Linked DNA regions of Muntiacus reevesi: region 1 is linked to region 2. Evidence: chromatin contacts called from public Hi-C data. All regions are on one chromosome and are shown on one strand. The core of a region is the stretch at or near the end of the contact, and the rest is flanking DNA. Distances in the headings are between cores, read along the strand shown.

Region 1 (6,323 bases), core at 1,433-3,932, 210 kb before region 2:
ATTTGTAGGATTTTGTGTATTTTGGTAATAAAAATCTACTAAAAAAGGCGTTTATTCAGTACAGTGAAAGCATAGGAGAATGAGAAAAATATTCTACTCCGAGAATTCTTAAGTCCTCAGATCTAGGCAACAGTAAAGTTAGGTCTCTAAGTAACTGGATGATCAGCAGAGAAAGGTTGTGAACCTTCTGAAAACGATATGTAAGTGAGGGGCTGTGACTGTCAATACCGCCACACACCCGTCTCATAAGATATCAGGTTCAAATCCACTTCATTCCTGATCACTTTTCCTTTTTTTTCTTAGTACATTTTTAAAAAAATATATCCTTATTTAGTGGAATTGCCAGGAAGGAAAAAAATCTTTCTCTACCCTTCTAGTTTTCTTTGGCTGGCTTAAGAATTAAACTGACTGAAAAATAAAAAAAATTAAAAAAAAATAAATAAATAAATAAAATAAAATAAAATAAAATAAAAAAAAAAAAGAATTAAACTGACATCAGACAGATTAATACGAGAAAAATCAAATAAAAGTGTACTAACACGAATACACGGGAGAGACTCAGGGAAACTACTCAGTTATTCAATGCACCAAAACGGTAGAAACCCTCACCTTAAATACCCTCACTGCTGCTGTGGCTTAGTTGCTAAGTCCTGTCCAATTCTTTGGGACTCCATGGACGGTAACACACCAAGCTCCTCTGTCCATGTAATTTTCCAGGCAAGAATACTGCTTGTTGTTGTTCAGTCGCTAAGTCGTGTCTGACTCTCTGTGACCCCATGGAATGCAACACACCAGATCTCCCTGTCCTTCACTATCTCGCAGAGTCTGCTCAAACTCAAGTCCACTGAGTTGGTGATGCAATCCAACCATTTCATTCCCTGTCACCTCCTTCTCCTCCTGAATGAATAGTATGAAAAGGCAAAAAGAACACTGGAGTGGGTTGCCATTTCCTACTCCAGAGGATCTTCCTGACCTAGGGACTGAAGCCAAGTCTCCTACATTGGCAGGTGGATTCTTTACCACTGAGCCACCTGGGAGGTCCAAATACCATCGTTAGCTAAAGACAAAAAATTGTTTTGGGTGATGGTTTGAGACTTCAAAGGTGAGGAAGGCAACTGACATGGAGATTAAAAAGCAAATGTTGCTAAACAAATAAATGCTTGCTGGGTACTTCAGAGACAATGGGACACCAAGAAGAATTTTAACAGACTTTGCTAGGTTCTTCCCTGTCCACCACACCTAGTTCATACTATAGTTATCTCTGGTGACAGCTCCCTTCCTAGAACAGGTCCTCTGGCTACATTCTGCTAGACAGAGAAGGGGAAGGTCAAAAGCCTCTTCCCATGTCTTTTGGGCTGTGATTGTTTTCAGATGGAAATAATGCACGTGCCAAAGAGACATATTGGGGTGGCGAATTTTTTTTTCTTTTTAATAATATTTGTTTTTATTTATTTCTTTGACTGTGTTGGGTATTAGTTGCAGCATGTGGGATCTACTACCCTGACCAGGGATCGAACCCCAGGCACCCTGTATTGGGGGCATGGAGCCTTAGCCACTGGACCACCAGGGAAGTCCCCACGGGTGGGGGGGGGGACTCTTCTATGGACGAATGCCAAATCCAGATGAAGGGACTTTCCCGGTGCCTGCGGTGGATAGCAATCCGCCTTCCAATGCAGGGTTCCATCAGGGGCCTTCTCTGGTGGCTCAGATGGTAAAAGCATCTGCCTGCAATTCGGGAGACCCGGGTTCAATCCCTGGGTTGGGAAAATCCCCTGGAGAAGGAAATGGCAACCCACTCTAGTATCTTTGCCTGGAAAATCCCACGGACAGAGGAGCCTAGTAGGCTACAGTCCATGGGGTCGCAAAGAGTCGGACACGACTGAACGACTTCACAGTCAGGGATCTGGGAAGATCCCACATGCTGCTGAGCAGCCAAGCACACCCGTTGGCCGCAACCACTGAGCCTGCAAGCCCAGAGCTTCACAAAAGAAGACACCGCACTTACATTAAGCATCGCAGTGAAGCCCAAGCATCACAAAAACGCGCCACACCCATCCAACCCCCACAACTACAGAAATCACATGCAGCACAGAAAACTGATTGCAGCCAAATGATAAATACTTATGGGGGAAAAAAACCTTCATTTAGTTATTTAATTTTCATCTTTGGCCACTCCATGCAACACGCGGGACCGTAGTTCCCCGAGCAGGGATTGAACCCGTACCACCTGAAGAGGAAGCCCAGGATCGTAGGAGCAGTCCCCCCAAATTTTTTTTTTTAATACCTCTATCTCCAAAAGCATTTATTTTTTATGGGAAGAGTGCAGAAACACCAGTGAGAACGGAACTTTACTTCCACTCCGCGTTAGCTCACAGGTCTCCTCCACCTGGCTTCATTGACTGGGACCCCCTCCCCCACAAGGCTTCCAGTCAGCCCGGCCAGCCACGCCCTCCGGGGTACCTCGACGCTTCGGCCCGGGCAGGGACCCTAAGAGCTTCCTGCGTCTCCCTGCCTTGAGGAGGGAGAGCGGTTCCGGCTCTGCCCATCTTCACATGGCTCCCAGGACGCTGCCTTCTCTCCTAAAGCCTCATCGGATCCTCTTCCCTAATTCCGTCACTTCCGGGGTCGGCCATTTTTTTCCCTTCCCCCACCGGCACCTGGAAGTGCGTAATCACCGAGCGCCGGCGCGGGCGCCAGCGCCTCACGCTGCTCAGGCGCTCGGGGAGGCTTTCTTAAGTTTTTGACGCTCGCTTGCGCCGCTGGGAGAGGGTCCCGGACAGGAACCGGGATTGTTGCCTCCTCGGCGCCGCCATGCAGGTCTCCAGCCTCAACGAGGTGAAGATTTACAGTCTCAGCTGCGGCAAGTCCCTTCCCGAGGTGAGTCAGGTCGGGTCCTCCTCCTCGCGGGAGGCCCCTCTTTCCTCCGCCCTGTCCCTGGCAGTTTCTGCTGGGCCCCGGCCGGCCCCAGACCGGGGAGGCCCAGAGGTGAGGGATGGTACCTGGGGAGGCCGGTCGGTGCTGGGAGACGACGACCGTGCTGTCCCCGCGCTGGAAATTGGGCCTCGGGGTAATCAGGATAGATGAGTTTTTCTTGAATTCTTTTGGGGGAAAGTTCTCTAGACAGAGGAAGTATCGCTTTGGACTTGTATGGATATTCATAGCTGCTGCTACAACCAAGGAGGAAAACGTGGACAGGTTGGTTGACAGATATTTCTCCCCCGTTTAAATGCCCCCTCATCAGCTCCCCTGGTGGCTCAGACGGTAGTAAAGAATATGCCTACAATGGGGAGATCCAGGTTTGTTCCCTGGGTCCTGAAGATCTGCTAGAGAAGGGAAGGGCAACCCACTCCAGTGTTGTTGTCTGGAGAATCCCTCGGACTGAGGAACCTGGTGGGCTACAGTTCCTGGGGTCGCAAAAGAGCTGATAGGACTGAGCCACTAACACTTTCACTTTTTTCAGCTGTTCATTGAATTTCTGTTATATGCCAAGTTCTAGAAATACAGCAGTGAAGGAAAATGCAGGCTTTGCCGCTGCAGAATTTATGACATGGACGGTATTTTTGGACCTTGCTGAAGTTAACTTGATATCACTGAGTCTTTGGACGTCAAAACTGGAAGGGGCTTGGAAAGTTAGCAGTTCTCATCCAATCTTTTCATGTTAGAAATAGGCAAAGTTCCAGGGAGGGGAAAGGTGACTTGTCCAGGGGTCACACACCTAGGCTCTGATGCTTCGGTGTTATTTCTTAAGAGTGATGGTCAAGTCACTGTGGAAGCACTACCAGTGAGAAGAAACTTTTGGCAGAAGCTCTTTCCCACTTGAGACTACTTGTTAGACAGTTGTTTTTAAAACATGGCCCTTCCTACATGCTGCTGTTGGTCTGAGTTCTGCCCTTGGAAATCAGAATAAATGTAGCTTTTTCTTGTGTCTGACCCTAAAAGGTTTGGAGCCAGCGTTGAGTTTCTTCTCAGAGTTCACATTAAATAATTCCTTCTCCAGCTGTCACACAGCACGATCCCTCTCAGTTTGTTCTTTTTCTCCGTGCATCTCCTGGGACGTGAGTACGTGCAGGCAGCCCTGAGCTAAGTGTTGGGATACGTGATGAACTGGTCAGATATGGTTTCCTGTTGGAGAAAAGGGTAATAAGTAAGCAAATAGAACAACTTCAGATACCGATAAATGCTTTGAGTGCTGAGTGTCTATAAGAGAGCTCTTGTGAATGAAGTGTTCAGAGAAAGTGGTTTGGATTAAAGCCTTGAGGGCAGTCTTCTCTACAAGAGGCAACCTTTGAGCAGAAACTTGAATGATGAAAAGGATGAAGTCTTGTGAAGATAAGGGGAAAGGAAGAGTTTTTTTGTGCTGAGAGAACAGGTATCAGTGACCCACAATGGAATGCACTTGGCACGTTGGAGACACAGAAGCACCACGGTGGTGGCTGTGGAATGCTCAGTGAGGTGGGAGAGTGGGGGCAGATGAGACTGAAGAGATGGGCCTTGTAGGCTCAGGTAGAAAGTTAGGGCTTTATTCTTAATGCTATTGGAAGCTGTTGTTGAGTTTCAAACTGGCTACTCCACGTCAGATTACTGCAGCTGGGGAGAGAGTGGGGATGAGTTAGATGGTCCAACTGAGAGACTGATGCTTGGGCTAGGATGGTAGCAAAGGAGATACTAAGATTTGGTGGAATAAAGGAGGCGTTTTGGAGATAGGCTAGTGGCGCTTGCTAGTGTGTTGAATAGCTGTAGGGACTTGAGGTGAAAGGAAGGAAAGAATCCAGAGAGAACTCTTAGGGTTTGGATCTGAATGACTGGGGACACCATGTTGCTGATAGTTGAAATGGAGAATTGAGCACATTGTGGGTCAAGGGGAAAGTAGTGGGCAAAAGAGATCAAAATTTTATTTCTTGATATTGAAGTTTTGACGTTCTAATAAACATTTCAGATGGAAATGTTGAGTAAACAGGTATGTGTATCCTGCCATGGGAATCTCTGAATCTTCTTTTAAAGTAAATCTGACTTATCAACAAATTGCCTATTTTGCTTTACCTACTTTAAATGTAAGATCCACTAGGTTCTTTTTTTCTCTCCCTAATGATGGCAGGGTGCCTGTCCAGTGGGAGATTTAGGTTATCAGCATCTCTGGAGCTCTTTTGCTGGGTTTCAAGTTAAATTATTTGGCACTGGTAAAGTGCCATTCTCTATTAGCAGTGATTTTTATAGAACGCAAAGAGGATGCCTGGAATCAGTGACAACTTTCAGGTCTTTGGTGAACTTTTAAAACTTAGACTGATTCATTCCTGTACTAGTGTGCAGGACAGACTCTTGTCTAGTGTGCTGTCCTGGAGTGCTGTCAGTTTGTACAGAAACTCCAGCATGAATTGTTTTTCCTTCCTGTCATCACTGTGGTACAGAATTTCTGGCCCTTTTAAGGTCCCAGGCTCCCATTTAGAAGGCAGTCTCCATCCCTTCCTCTTTGCTCCGTGGTCATGATGTATGAACATCCCTCATAGCATGGGAATTATAGCATTGGGCTTCCCTCATAGCTCCATTGGTAAAGAATCCGCCTGCAATGCAGGAGACCCCTGTTTGATTCCTGGGACGGGAAGATCTGCTAGAGAAGGGATAGGCTACCCACTTCGGTATTCTTGGGCTTCCCTGGTGACTCAGGGAAGTCACCAGGTAAAGAATCTGCCTGCAATGTGGGAGACCTGGGTTGGGAAGATCCTCTGGAGAAGGGAAAGGCTACCCACTCCAGTATTATGGGCTGTATAGTCACAAAGAGTCAGACACAACTGAGAGACCTTCACTTTCACTTTTCATGATGTATGAGACGAGCTGTTGAGTGAAGTGGCCTCTTCTTGAGCATAACTTCTGAGAAGAGGAAATTGAATGCCCTATTAAAGGAGAAGCCCTGGTAATATACCTCTGTTTTGCTTGTCTTTTGTTGTTCTTTAGTTGTTCAGTTGTTTCTAACTCTTCGCAACCCTGTGGACTACAGCCCACCAGTCTCTTCTGTCCATGGGATTTTCCAGGCAAGAATATTGGAATGGGTTGCCATTTCCTCCTGCAGGGGATCTTCCCAACCCAGGGATCAAACCCAAGTCTCTTGCATTGGCGGTGGATTCTTTACCACTGAGCCACCAGGGAAGCCCTTTGCTTGTGTTAGTTTGATGTAAAAGAACATATCGAGTGCCCAGAAATAAAGTTTAACATCACCTTTAGTTGAAGCATTATTGCCTCAAATGAAATCAGAACAATATAATCACAAAGACTAGTATAAACCCACAAATCAGTGTTCTGAAGACAAAGGCAGGAGGAGAACTCTGGCT
Region 2 (6,865 bases), core at 471-2,970:
TGCACTGACTGTGTGGTTAGGGCTAGTTTCACACCTTTTTACTCCCACCCGCAGCCCTCAGGTCAGTCACACCCTACGTTGGGACATAATGGTATCTGTTGGACTTTGTCTACAAGGGAAGGAACACTTTAAATGCAAGGGGGAAAAAGTGCCCCACATGCCTCCCTGAGGTTGGCAGGGGTGGTGAGGGTGGGCAGCATCTGGGAGAGGCCAGTTCTCCACCATAGTCTTGGCTGCACTCCTGGGGACTCCTAATTTCCCAGTTTTTGCCATATGGTATTTCTCCCATAGACACTGTTGCTGTGTTGGGACTCACATAACCCTCCCAAAGACAGCCAATCACAGCTGCCCTCAGAGAAGTCATTGATAAGCGCCACTCAATACAGTAACAGACTTTATTATCATAGGCTCCAAAATCACTGCAGATGGTGACTGCAGCCATGAAATTAAAAGATGCTTGCTCCTTGGAAGAAAAGCTATGACAAACCTAGACAGTGTATTAAAAAGTGGAGACATTACTTTGCCAACAAAGGTCTGAATAGTCAAAGCTATGGTTTTCCCAATAGTCATGTATGGATGTTAGAGTTGGACTATAAAGAAAGCTGAGCACGGACGAATTGATGCTTTCGAACTGTGGTGTTGGAGAAGACTCTTGAGAGTCCCTTGGACTGCAAGGAGATCAAACCAGTCCATCCTAAAATAAATAAATCCTGGAAGGACTGAGGCTAAAGCTCCAATACTTTGGCCACCTGATTTGATGAGCCTAGTGATTAGAAAAAGACCCCGATGCTGGGAAAGGTTGAAGGCAGGAGAAGGGGACGACAGAGGATGAGATGGCTGGATGGCATCACCGACTCAACCAACAGGAGTCTGAGCAAGCTCCAGGAGATGGTGAAGGACAGGGACGCCTGGTGTGCTGCAGTCCCTGGGGTCGCAGAGTCGGAAACGACTGAGCGACTGAACAACAATACAAAGGACAGTAGAGCACCCGGTGGCTTGCAGACCTGTTACCTCCCACCCCTTGCCCTAACGCCCTTAGACGAGTCTCTGGCTTAACAAGCGCAACGTGCCTCTTCGCGTGTCCTCGGCTGCCTGCTACCTTCTAGGAGGACAACCGGACATGTCAGACGCGGTTCAAAACGCTCAGCGGCTCGAGAGCCGCCCAGAGCTGTGCCTCTTAATTTGCCCGCTGATCGCTGCCCCTTCTGCCTCCTGCCCCTCTTCTTCGTGGGGTGGAGCTGCGCCAGGATCACCTCCAGGCCCTCCCACCGGCATATGCAGACGTCCCGCAGAAAGAAAAGGTCCGGGGTCCGCCAGGTAGGGTCCACGTGGCCCGCTCGCGCCCAGCGATTTCCGTTCTCTGCCGGAGGGCACGCGGCATTTGATGCCAGGTGGAAGGAGAGCGCTGGCTTGGCGCACACGCTGCCATCCGGCGGGCGGTCAGAGGCAGGTTTTGCAATCCTTCGGCTGGCGTGCGAGCCATTCCCCGCCCTAGGCGGCCGGCCAAGCGCGCTGAGCCCCGGGGGCCCGCGGCTGGTGCGCATGCTCGGGCCGGCGGCGGGCCCGGGAGGGGCGGGGTTGGGCGGGGTTGGGCGGGGCTCGGAGGCGCTGACGTCGATCCGCCGGCGCCCCCCGCCCCTCCCTCTCACCGTCCCGGGTTGGCCCCTCCCCCTCCCGGGGAGGACGCCCGGACGGAACCGATCGCGGCTGGTTTGAGCTGGTGCGTCTCCATGACGACACGCGCGGCACTATAAGTAGCGGCACGGCGGCGCGCAGGGCTTTGTCAGTTCCCTCTCAGCCTCCGCCGCCGCCGCCCCTCTGCCAGCGCTCCGGCGCCACCTCGGGCCGGCGGTCCTCCGCGGGAGGGAGCGAGGCGGCGGGCGGCCGGGCGAGCGGCTGACGGGGGCGGCGGGGCGGCCGGCGGGTCCTGCAGCGCTCGGCGGCGGCGCGTTGTCTCCATGGGGTCGGCCCCCCGCGCCCCTGCGCTCTGAGGTAAGAGGGGTAGCGTTCGGGCGGTAGGGAGGCCGGCGGGCGGGCGGGCGCGGGTGAGAGGCGGGGGGTGACGGCCACGTGTCCCGGAGGCCGGGGCAGACCGGGCGCCTGGAGCTGCGAGGACACGTGGTCGCAGAGCCCGGCCCGTCGGCCCTGGGGGTCCCGGGTGGAGCCGGGCCCCGACCCCTTCCGGCTCAAGGGCAGCCTGGCGCTGGAACGGCCCGGGGTTCACCTTTTCTGAACCACGTCAGTGAGGGTTTTCTGAGCCGGAAGCTCTTTGAAAAGCTCAACCCTTCAGCCGCTATATTTTTTTCACACCATGTGGTGGTCCGGCAGCAGGTGCAGGAGAGGCAGGAGGCGAGCCCGGCACAGATCTCGGGGTGCCGGCCGCTCGTGCACGTGCCGTTCCGCCGTGTTGCCCTGGAATTTTCATTTATATTTTAGCTTCTTTTTTTTCCCCTTTTTCCTTGCTGTGTGTACAGAGCGAATGGCCCAATATAGAAAGCCACTCAGATCGCTAGAGCTGAGATAACCCGTGTGTAACTGATACTGCTCGGCCGGGCTTAGAAATGTTGACGGAATCTTTCAATGACTTGGTGATTTAAGAAAAGTCCTTAGATTAAAGGTCAGGCGAACGACTAAGACGTAGGAGCCAGTCCCAAGATTTTCCCCAAACGGCCGACTGTTTGAAATAGAACCTCTTAGGAGTGTCTAGTAGGGAGGACAGAATGTGCTAATTTCATTCAAACCTAAAATTTAATCGATTTGTATTTTTCAATTGCAGTTTGAATTAGTACCTGTCTAACGTTTCCCAATTGGCAAGAAAGAATTTCATACCAGAGAAGGACCATGTTTTGCTAATCCATGTCTTTTTTAAGTAATTTAGCTATACAGAAAGAACACCCAAAGATGTTCTGGGGTGAACTTTCTCTGTATCAAAAGTTACTGAAGTAAAGCTTTGAAAGATACAAGGAAGCAGAATACTTAATAGTGGTGTGTTTCTGAGAAACACACACTTGGTAAATTTAAGCCTGAATGTTGTCTTTCTTTTTTTTTTTTTAAAGACCCTAAAGGGGCCCAGTCTATCACTGGTGACCCTATTTAAATGTTACTTTTGTAGACAGAATGTGTGTGCTGGTGTTTATTTTGTTCCCTTCTCCTAAGGGCGAATTAGGAAACTAGGAGGTTGACAAAGCCAGCAAGTCACATTAGATCAAGTCTTGCAAGTTCTCCGATGCATGGGTTTGGATTTATGGCAGGCTCGTCCCCCTGGGCCTCTCATAGTGTCCCATGCCAGAGCAAACGCGGCCCCGAACCATTGCCTGGCCTCTGCCAGTAGGCTGCAGGCACTGAAGCGGGTTGCACAGTGGAAAAGATGCCCTCCCTATCAGATTAAATAGATTAAAATAATAATTTTAAGGTAACTCATTGACCAATGTCACATTTTGTGAATGCCACGAACTGTGACTTTGATGGTTAAATGAGCCTTATTTTTGCTTATTCATAAATTGTTTGCTAATTCTTGTAATTCATAGTTGAATGATTCCCAGGTGATTATCATTCATAGCCAAGCTTGTAAGTTAGAGTGCCTGTGAGGATAGTTGGGATTCCCAGAATTGCTAGTTTAATAGGCAGTGCTGGTTTTAGAATATCGATTGCCATTCAGATGCAGCAGCTGTAATATATTCTGTTGATTTTTTTAGATTGCATTTTTTAAAAAAAAACATATGCCTAGCATGAAAATTAGCTCATTTCTCAGGAAAATTTAGAGCACTCAGTAAATTGATAACAATGTCTGTTGGTCACTGAAAGTTCTTCTGTATAAGACTTAGCGGATGTAGGAAATACGGCAGCTTTGCAAAATTGCTATAATAGTGTTTTAAGCTTCTAAAGAAAAACAGGTCTGAAATAAAGTAAGCTAACTGTCATGAAGCTTTTTCCTTCTCAGTGGACTAAGTCCAGGAAAGTTTCTGAAACCTCTATTCTGCATTTTAGCAAGGATGTTTGGAGTGCCTTTTTTGAGGTGGACAGTACTATATATGGGCTTCCTTGATAACACAGCTGGTAAAGAATCTGCCTGCAATGCATGGGTTCCATCCCTGGGTCGGGAAGATTCTCTGGAGAAGGGCATGGCAACCCACTCCAGTTTTCTTGCCTGGAGAATCCATCCCATGGACAGAGGAGCCTGGAGGGCTACAGTACATGGGGTCACAAAGAGTCAAGCACGACTGAGTGACTAAGTACAGTATTATATATGGAAGTTGAGTGTGAAAAACTCTAGTGTTGAATTTGTGAGGTCCTCATTCCATTGAGATTTATAGAATCATGGGACTTAAACCTAGGAATAATGGGATTTCCAAACCCAGGGAGGGTGCTTTAGTAGCCCTGCTTCTTGTGTGTGTGTGTGTGTGCTGTCAATGCCTGATCTTCCAATTTAATGTGTTCTGAAGGTGGACAGCAGATTGTGTGTTTATCAAAGATTTCCACTGCTGCACAGAGAGCACACACATCTTCAGTGGACTTGGAATTCCTGGAAAATTGCCTTTGTGAAAAGTGGGCATAATCCCTTTAAATTCCATCTCTTAAGTTTTCTATGTAAGTATTTGTGATTGTTGCAAGTTTATCTTAGGAGTTAGTAAGTATTAAAAAGACTTCTGAGTAGATTTGTCTGCTCTATTTGCAGTTTGTTGTGTCTCAAAAAGACATCAAGAAACCATGAACAGCTTTAGTAATGAAGAGTTTGACTGCCATTTCTTGGATGAAGGCTTTACTGCCAAGGACATTCTGGACCAAAAAATTAATGAAGTTTCTTCTTCTGTAAGTATATGTGAAGTCCGTGCTGGTAGTGCAGCTTTGAGAATGTTAGGCAGATGAATGGGAAACTTCAGAGGGGTCTTATGGAAATGGCTTGTTCAGGAATTGGGAGTTTATAATTGGCTGTGGATCCTCCAGTGACAATAGTGATTATCATGTCCATGATTGACTAGAGTAGGGTTCATGAGAATGATGGGCAAGAGAAGGGAAGGCTGTGCCTTGGTCACATCTGTTAAAATTGCTGATGGGTCTTCTGTAACCACTCTTACTGCAGGATGATAAGGATGCCTTCTATGTTGCGGACCTGGGAGACATTCTGAAGAAACATCTGAGATGGTTGAAAGCTCTTCCTCGGGTCACCCCCTTTTATGCAGTCAAATGCAATGATAGCAGAACCATAGTGAAGACACTCGCTGCCATTGGGACAGGATTTGACTGTGCCAGCAAGGTGAGCAAAAGCAGCAGAACTCAAATGATGTCTGTCCCAGCAGGGCAGATCAGAATTGCTTTGCTTGAGCAGAGGGTGCTAAAGAGAGTGGGCATGGTGCCAGCTTCTCATGGGCCAGCTTTCCATATATTAGCTACATGTGTAAATACCTCTTCTTTTTCAGACTGAAATACAGTTGGTGCAGAGTCTTGGGGTGCCCCCAGAGAGGATTATCTATGCCAATCCGTGTAAACAAGTGTCTCAGATTAAGTATGCCGCCAATAACGGAGTCCAGATGATGACTTTTGATAGTGAAGTCGAGCTGATGAAAGTTGCCAGGGCACATCCAAAGGCCAAGTGAGTTACTCCATTTGAGGGTGGATCAGATACAGGACATGTATAATGTGAACAAACTCAAATTTCCAGTTGTTAGATTTCCATACTAGTAAATTATCTGTGTACCAAATTAGACCACAGGGTATCAGAGCCAAGGAGTTATTTTAACCACGGCTGTAGGTGATCTTGTGTCGGTGGGAAATTTGATATACTTTTCTTGCTTCTAGGTTGGTTTTGCGTATCGCCACTGATGATTCCAAAGCAGTCTGTCGCCTCAGTGTCAAATTTGGTGCCACGCTTAAAACCAGCAGGCTTCTTTTGGAACGGGCGAAAGAGCTAGATATTGATGTCATTGGTGTCAGGTGAGATCTTGGTGATGGCAGAGATGGAGATGAAGTATTAGACAATGCAAATTTTATAAGTTTTCTCCCACTGTGAATAGTTATTTCCAGAAATAGAAAGAGCGTATTTTTCATTTGTTTTTTTTTTTGACACCAGCTTCCACGTGGGAAGTGGCTGTACTGATCCTGAGACCTTTGTGCAGGCCATCTCTGATGCCCGCTGTGTCTTTGACATGGGCGTGAGTATCTGTGAGCCCCATGTGTGAGGAGGGGGCAGGGATGGCATTAAAAACTAGTCCCAGTTCTAGAATTGACCTTTGTAAGAGTCATCTCATATTTAACATTAACCTGCTGGATGCATTTTTCATGACTTGTTATGAGTCTGGCTGATTGACTTAATTTTCTTGACTCTAGGCTGAGGTTGGTTTCAACATGTATCTGCTTGATATTGGTGGTGGCTTTCCTGGATCCGAGGATGTAAAGCTTAAATTCGAAGAGGTAATTTATAACAAAATTACAATCTGTAGCTCTTAGTAGGTTCCTTTTTGAAATATTTCCAAACTTAAGTGTTAAAACTGATAACCAAAAGGGACTGTACAAACATGAAAGTAAATGTCTTGGTGTGGTGTTTTGAATGACTTCTTCCGGTATTTTGAATGACTTCTGTGCTATTTAAAATTGTATTATGTTAGTTAATCACTCAGTCGTGTCCAACTCTTTGTGACCCCATGAACTGTAGCCTGCCAGGCTCCTCTGTCCGTGGAATTCTCCAGGCAGAAACCCTGGAGTGGGTAGCCAGTTCCTTCTCCGGGGATCATCTCGAGCCAGGGATCAAACCTAGGTCTTGTGCATTGCAGGCAGATTCTTTACTCTCTGGGCCACCAGGGAAGCCCTGTATTATCTTACTGGTTTTTCTAAAATAACACGAGCCAATATTTCAGAAGTCTTAGGAAAA

What was found. A called contact is a pair of places that touch in the nucleus more often than the background predicts.
Region 1: a Hi-C map of muscle shows a contact between it and region 2, with 4 times the contacts expected there. The contact joins the promoter of NOL10 here to the promoter of ODC1 in region 2. A contact is called at or near these places in 2 of 3 Hi-C or Micro-C datasets (blood and muscle).

What each region holds. Positions count from the first base shown.
Region 1 is chr3:19,168,509-19,174,831 of mMunRee1.1, reverse strand. It overlaps NOL10 (nucleolar protein 10), which reads left to right and starts at 2,682. Exons shown (of 21, transcript XM_065928589.1): 1 at 2,682-2,877. The coding sequence starts at 2,812.
Region 2 is chr3:18,958,831-18,965,695 of mMunRee1.1, reverse strand. ODC1 (ornithine decarboxylase 1) reads left to right here and starts at 1,720. Exons shown (of 11, transcript XM_065928587.1): 1 at 1,720-1,992; 2 at 4,676-4,809; 3 at 5,081-5,254; 4 at 5,418-5,590; 5 at 5,797-5,931; 6 at 6,068-6,149; 7 at 6,325-6,408. The coding sequence starts at 4,708. LOC136165822 (small nucleolar RNA SNORA42/SNORA80 family) reads left to right here and starts at 3,229; the gene lies at 3,229-3,361.